2 separate regions of the Mus musculus genome follow, and region 1 is linked to region 2. A link is a contact called in public promoter capture Hi-C data. All regions are on one chromosome and are shown on one strand. The core of a region is the stretch at or near the end of the contact, and the rest is flanking DNA. Distances in the headings are between cores, read along the strand shown. Region 1 holds the start of Hsd17b13 (hydroxysteroid (17-beta) dehydrogenase 13). Region 2 holds the start of Klhl8 (kelch-like 8).

Evidence for each region. Promoter capture Hi-C pulls out the DNA fragments that hold promoters and counts their contacts.
Region 1: a contact with region 2 is called in a promoter capture Hi-C map of 3T3-L1-derived adipocytes, with 2.5 times the contacts expected there. The contact joins the promoter of Hsd17b13 here to the promoter of Klhl8 in region 2. A contact is called at or near these places in 6 of 39 promoter capture datasets (the 3T3-L1 cell line, 3T3-L1-derived adipocytes, the HPC-7 cell line and 3 more), 2 of 484 Hi-C or Micro-C datasets (Sertoli cells and liver), 2 of 115 datasets of contacts at active chromatin or transcription factors (both in embryonic stem cells) and 3 of 9 other capture datasets (adipose tissue, liver and pancreatic islet).

Annotation. Positions count from the first base shown.
Region 1 is chr5:103,975,723-103,979,277 of GRCm38.p6, forward strand. Hsd17b13 (hydroxysteroid (17-beta) dehydrogenase 13) reads right to left here and starts at 1,666. Exons shown (of 7, transcript NM_001163486.1): 1 at 1,384-1,666. The coding sequence starts at 1,593.
Region 2 is chr5:103,909,787-103,913,753 of GRCm38.p6, forward strand. Klhl8 (kelch-like 8) reads right to left here and starts at 1,473. Exons shown (of 10, transcript NM_178741.4): 1 at 1,330-1,473.

The DNA.
Region 1 (3,555 bases), core at 416-2,915, 66 kb after region 2:
AGGAACCAAAGCAGATTTAGCTCCTTATGTTCAAGAGCGTTCTGAAGGCTGGGAAAAGTGGTGTTAACTGCAGATGGCAAAAACGTAACAGAGGGTTACCTGAAGCCGAGCAAAACCCCAAGGAAAGCTTTGGAAACTCTGCTTCTCAACAAACAAACAAACAAACAAACAAACAAACACCAAAACCCCAGTCTCTCTAGTCTGAGCCACTGTATCCGGTACATGACAGCAGCGGTTTGTGGTTTCCTTGTAGTGCTGAGGCTCACACCCAGCCACAACTGGATCTAATATCTAGTTTGTATATTCTAGATAATTGTTGTACCGCTGGGCTACATCCCCAGTCCAGTTCTTCAAAGATTACAATCCCAGAGACAGTTTGTTGTGGCACATCTTTTTCACGACCTTTTGGGAATGTGCATGTTTAGGAGAAAGTGACACAGGACGTCAACACTTTCAGACTTAAGGTAGTTAAGAGCATTTATAAATAAACAGAGATCAACAACCTCTTAAATGTACTAGTGAAAGCCAGGCACTGGTGTAGACATTTCCATATGTGATGCTGCGTGCACCAGGCCATGCTAAGCACTTAAGTATTATTCTTTACCCTTCTTGCTCAGGACCCGGCAAGTATTTTTTCTTCTTCTGCAAAAGGTCAGATGTAAGTATTTTAGGATTGCTGGAGTGTGAGTGGAAGTACCATGGGTTTCTGCTGTTAGTTCTTCATGTGGTTTTGTTTGTTTGTTTTGAGAATCAATCCCTCAAATGTGTAAAAACCTGAGCGGTTGCTCGGTGATAGAGTGCTTGCCTGGCACGTGCTAAGGTACTGTGGCTCAGTGGTAGGTACTAAGACCCAGCTTCAGTCTATCACAGAAAGGAACAAATGAATAACAGAATAAATGAAAATCTAAAAGTATAAAAGTCACCCCTAGCTGTAATAAACTGCATATTGGCCAATTTGGTTGCTGGCAATCATTACCTGTAGATTTTGTCTCCCTCTGAGATTTTATCCCAATGGTAGAGTTTTTTGTTTGTTTTTTGTTTTTTAAATTTGAAGTTGAGGTAAGTTATGTGGCTTGCCTAATTTCAGCAGCTGGGAAGCTCTCTGGCTCCTGCGTCTCTTGTTATCAAGTTGTACACCACAGTAGAACCAACCAACCAACCAACCAACCAGTCAAACAAAATGAAACCCCCCAGGCTTAGTTCTCCAGCTCGTTGGTTCCATCTTGTTCACCTGTCGCAGGGATCCAGAAAGGACCCAGGAGTTTATTAAAACTTTGAAAAAGGAAAACACAGAGAAAAGCCAGCACTAAGTTACGTCTCTAGAGAAACATATGCCTTGTTATTTTGTGACTTTAAAAGATTGTTAGAAACACCTATTATTACCTTATTGATATCCCATAGAACCAGTCTGCTTTTCTGCTTTGCAAATTCATATGCAGTCAGCCTGCCTATTCCGTGTCCGGCCCCCGTGATGAGAACGGTCTGCCCGGTCACAGATTTCCTTCTCCGGGGAATGAAGAACTTTACCAGTGACTCCAGGTAGGAGTAGATGATGACGCCCACCAGAAGGAGAAATTCCAGGATGAGGTTCATGGCTCTGTTCTCACAACAGACACCTCTGCTCAGAGCTCCACAGAGAGCCCTGTCAGGTATTATGGGCTGCTGCAGAAGAGGCAGACTTTGACTGTGTCCCCTGACGAATCAGATACACCTTTGGTTTTTGAAATGATGCCAGTCTCTAACACAAGCGCAGCATAGGTCAGGGAACCCAGTGGGATGTGCCCTTTGGACCTGGTTATCTGAAAAGCAGTTATGCACCATGTTTCGACATGAAACTTCACCTCTCAAAGCTATTCTGGAAGTATTGCATCAGCTAATGGTCTGTTATCATTTGAATGTGTGTGTGTGTGTGTGTGTGCATGCACGAACACAAGCAAGCACATGTGTGCATTCATGTTAAATCAGGGTTGGGGGAATTAGAAATAGAAACATTATATTAAAGAAACTTTAAGGGATTAGTGACATGGCTTAGCAGTCAAAGTGCTTGCCATGCAAGCCTTTTACCTGAATATGATCCCCAAATCCATAGTGGAAGGAGATAGCCAACTCTACACACACATACACACAGAGAGGGAGACACACACACATAGACACACACTCATGTACACACACAGACACAGACACACTTACATACAGATGCACACATACAAACATACATGCATAGATACATACACACACATACACACACGCATAGACACATATACATGACACATATACATGTACACACACAGACACACACATGCACACACATACACAAATGCACACACTCACATACACACAGACACACATGCACACACACACACATGCATATAAAGTAAAAATGAGGAAGCTAAAATATGGGTCAACAAAGCTTAGCTGTTGAACGCATGCATTCACAGTTATGATCTTCCTCTGAAACCCCTGAGGTGGAGGAGAATGTAGGTTATAGGAAACAGCCAGTTCTCGCCATAACACTGGGAAAATCACCAGACCAGATATCATACACGTCAACTTAAAAGTGCTGCCACTGTCTCAGCCTGGGCGGTGGTGACAAATACTGTGGGCTAGGTGGCTTATTACACAGTCCTAGTGTCTGTGTAACCTAAGCTGTATGTGTGTCAAGTGGGAACTGGCATCTTGGTTTGCAGACAGCTGTCATTTCATGGCCACTGCACCCCAAAGAATGAGGAGGAACTTCTCTGTGGTCAACTTTATAAAAACCATAGACAGCCATCGTGACGTAATCACCTCCCAAAGTTCCAACATTCTATATTAATAGGAGCTAGATTCCAGCATAAGAAATTAAGGGGACACATTCTGGATAGAGTAACTTCTAATAGTGGAAAAGGAGAGATCACCCTTGTCCATCAATGGATGGGTAAAATATCAGACATACATACGATGGGATAGTATTCTTCCTTTAAAGAAAGAAATTCAGATACATGCTACAACATGGTGATCCTCAGTTATAATATGCAAAAGGAAATAAGCCAGACACAAAACCTCCCACGTTCTGAATCTGTTTGTATGAGGCACCTAAGACAGTGAGAGGCCAAACCTACTCCATCTTAGGACCAACCTCCATCTTAAAGGAAAAACCAAAAGCCTGACAACTTGACCTGCAGCAGAACCCAAGCTGGACCCATGTACCAGGATGGACTCCACGGCTTGTTCTTGGCCAGAGTTACTCCTAGATACTTCCTAGCAACAGTTAATCAAATATCAGTCAGATTGTTTCAGATGTACTTTCAGACCATTTGTGACTGTATACAGTTTTGCTTCAGAGCACCCACCTGTCGGTCTACAATAGACATTCAGTTAGTTGCTTGCCAGGATAGACACCCTCTCACTTACTTCCATTTCCTATAAAACCTTGTCCTGCTGAGGGTTTGAGGAGGGCCCAAGCCAGAGATTTTAATAAGGAGACCCTAATGCTATTACATTTGAAATGGCTCCTTGGTGGTCTTTTGGCCTTGATGAACGCTTCCTGGCACTACAGTAGTCAGATGAACCACA
Region 2 (3,967 bases), core at 223-2,722:
ACCCTAACATAAAGGACAGAATTTTGAGAGATCATGAAACATCAGTGTAGGTTCTGATACCACGAGGGACTTTACAACAGGGAGGTTGGGTTTCTGTAGGAATGGGGAAATTATACACTCTGGTTAGCTTTCGCTGTGACTTCAAATTAGGATTTGGAATTTATTAAGGAATGTGTAACGTTACAAATTAATAGCACTAACAGTTATCAAATGCTAAAAGAATAGTTTTAAACGTAAAAATTCAGACTGGAGATGTACTCAGTGGTAAGTAGTGTGTTCTCCCGGCATGCTCAAGGTTGGGGGGTGGGAGGTAGAGTGGAGGGGGAGGGGTAGAATAGGAGAGGAGGGGTAGAAAAATATAAGAATGAATATAAATCCAAGCGCATACAGCTGAATACAGCATCTTGTGACTTCTTTTTATACTTGTGTTCCAACTATTTGGTATTTTCAAGGCAACATGACTAAAGTTTTAAGTAGGTCAGTTGGTTTGACTGACAAACCAAAAAATAGGTGCCAGGAGAAAGCAGGCAGAGAAGCAAAGGCTAATGATAAAGCTACCTGCACGCAGTTCACAAGCTCTGGTAGCACTAGCAGAGGGTCTCTGCTCAACTAAACGTACCCCACCCGCCCCTTAGCACGGCCAGGGCTCACGGAAGATGGGGAAACAAGACTGAAAACAATTAACGAGGGGGGGGGGGGCGGGGAGAGAGAGAGAACAGCATTAAATAGAAAAAAGAAAAAAAGAAAAAAAACCCACGTGTACCTGGCAGGTTAATTACTGTGGCAACCCAGGTTCTAAGTAAGACCTATTGCCCAAAGTATCTGCCTACGCTAATACCTTAAGGTAAGAAGCAAAATATAAAGGTAGGCAATTAAAGCAGGTTGGCAAGAATATTCAAAACTGCGAGGATTTCCACGAAATGCATGATAATAAATACTGCCTGCAGGAAAAGGAAGGTAACAAGCTCCCCAAACCGTAACATCAGGGCCGTGCAAGCCCGGGAGACGGTTGGGAACCCCAAACTGTGTCCACAAATCGGGGACCCTCCCTGGAGCAAGCCACGAGCTCAGCCTGGAGCAGCGCCACCCGGCCGGGTACGGATTTTGCAGGAGCCCCGCGAACCCCGGGAGGGGGACACCCCTGAAGTCGCCCAACCCGGACCCCGAGCACCTGCGCCGCCGCTCAGGACAGCGCGGCCCGCGAGGCCCGCCCGGATCCCTTCGGTTCCCCGAGGGAAGGCGCCGGCGCCGCCCGGCAGCTCCTCACCGACGCGAGCGCGGGTGACCGCTCCAGGCTGAGACCCGCGCGCGGGATAACGCAGCGGTTACCTCTGTCCGCGGCCGCCGCGCAGGCCGAGCCGCCACACCCGCTCCGCGCCGGCGCCGCGCCAGCCCCGCTTGGACACCCCGGGGACGCGCTCACCGGCCCGACCGCTCGCTCGTGCCCGGCTCGGCCGAGCGCTCTTGAGAGCCGCGGGGGCGGGGCGGGGCGGGGCGGGGTGGTGAGGCACGAGCGTGCTGCGCGCCGCACTCTGGGAAATGTAGTTCTCTGTTGCCTCTTTGAAGAGCGCGCCTGCGTTTCCCTTCCATCCCTCCCAGTATTCATCCCCTGCGTGGGGAATATCCCAGATTTTATAGCTATTCCTATCAGTTTTATCTCATGCTCTGCAAAATGTATACAAAACAGCTTGTGTCTGCAAAGCAAGGAAGTAATTGAACTAAATACCGAGTGTTAAACACAATTGCTAGTATAAACTGGTGAGATAAGGCAAACTCTCAGTAAAGTTGCTGGAAATGTAGGGAAAAAGAGCAAGGGCATATATTAGGATAGTTCCCTGAACTCTTTTTTTCCAGGGCATTCTGAAGCTTCCAGAATCTTCAAAGCATATTCGAAATGTAGCCATAGACCAGGTGGCTTGGTGCAGGAAGATAAGGTCAGCTGTTCCTGTGGCTGAGATATAAAGATACAAATTGGATCCAGCCTAGGCAAACCACAGAGACTCCAGCTGGGCCTGAAGGAGACAGGTGTCATCACCTGCTCACTTGCACTGGTTTGCTTGTGCCAGCTAGACCCCAAAGGTCCCAGAACCTGCTCAAACATCACCCACGGGTGGGAACCGTTGCCTTAGGGCCACTTCTGCAGGGCTCCTCGAAAATGAGGATCCGAAGTCCCCTGAAACAGAGAGCTCAAATCCATCCTTCTTCCTCAAGTGGTTTTGGTCACGTATTTCGGTACAGTGAGAATAAATTGCTACAACTCTGGACCTAGAGAGGAATTTCTGTTGGCATAGCGGGTTCAGGCAAAAATAATAATAATAATAATAATAATAATAATAATAATAATAATAATAAATCTTAAAGTTAAATATTCATAGCAAATGGGGAAAAAACGAGGGAGCGGGGCAGCCAGGACAAGGACCTGTCCTTAGAGGGATACATCCATAACAACAATTTCACCTAATTATTTTACATATCTATAAAGTGAAGATAAACTAAAAAGAAACGAAGCATGTGGTTTTCTAAATCTAGAGATTTTTCTTAGCTTCATTTGAGAATACACAAGCTGGTTCATAAACAGAGGATATTAGACTCCCCTACCCTGATCTCTATGAATTAAAACCAGAAAGGATGTGATGACACCTCCTGAGTAATTATCTGATTGCACTGGGTGGGAATAAACGGTAATGTTAAATCCCAGTCGGCATTTGCATTTTATATTTTAAGTCTCCCCCTCTAATCCTGGATTAAAAGGCTTTAAACCTCCACCAACATTTCAGATGCTGTCTGCAAATGGATTCGGAAAACTTAATCAAGAAGACAATTTCATCTTCATCTGTAAAGGAGATGAAGCTTGCAGGCAGCAGCAGGAAAGTCTGGACAGAGTTGCGGAACGTCTCAGCGTGAAAATGAACCATCAAGACAATCACCTCCCTGCTGCAGCACCTCACTGGCTTGTATCCCTGTCTGCCCACTCATGGACTCTGACCATCCCCTTCCTCTATGCCAGTCTTACTTGTTTAAACTTCTCTGAACCAGGAGTTGTGGAATCCCAGCATTCAGGAGGCAGAGCAAGCGTTCCAGACCAGCCTGGGCTACATAATGATAACCTCGGGCTAACCTGGGCTACAGCAATGAAAGCCTGTCTAAAAAAACCAAAACAGAAAAAAACGGAAACAAAAAGCAATTACCTCCTGTGCTCTACCTCCAAGACACATTGGTGTCTTCCTTTCCTGGCCTTGGCTCCGTGGCTCATTTTATGCTAATAAATTAATGATAGTTTTCTGTCCGGTACCCATGTAATCAATCTGACAAAGTTATCTTTAAATCAGACTAGAGAGATGGATCAGTGTTTCAGAGCACTGGATGCTCTTCCAGAGGACCCAGGTTCTGTCCCCAGCACCCTACTGGTTGACTTTGGCCAGCCCTGGCAAGGTGAGCAGGGCTCTGGCAGGCTTTGCCCCTGTCTCCCATTTCTTCTGCCTTGCTAAAACCAGTAGATTGCATTCCTGACACCAGCCATCGAGGTCTGTCGCCTTATTTGACCACTTCCCCTCTTGAGGCTGACGACCAAAGTCCAACTATTGAAATGATGATGTCCAGCAACCAAAAGTCCCTTTTGGCTCACCTGCCCAATCAAAACAAACCAACTCATCATAACACGGGGCTTCTCTCTCTTACCCTTACAAAACACCATTTTCCTATAGGTCACATCTGTCCCCACTCTATGCAGAGACAGTCTTTTGTCCCTGCTTTAGGACAAACATTCTCCCTCCCCCCCTCGTTCCCTTCCCCTTCTCCCCTGTACTCTTCTCCCTCACCCTCCCTCTCCTGTTGTTGTCTCTTATCTCCTGCCCTCCATCCCTCTGGGGTAAGTAAATCTTGGTGTTGGCTGAGAACTCGGTCTTGGGGTGTCCTGGGCCATTGCCCATCCTTTCAGTGGTGGCTAACAACAAGCAGTAACTCCAGT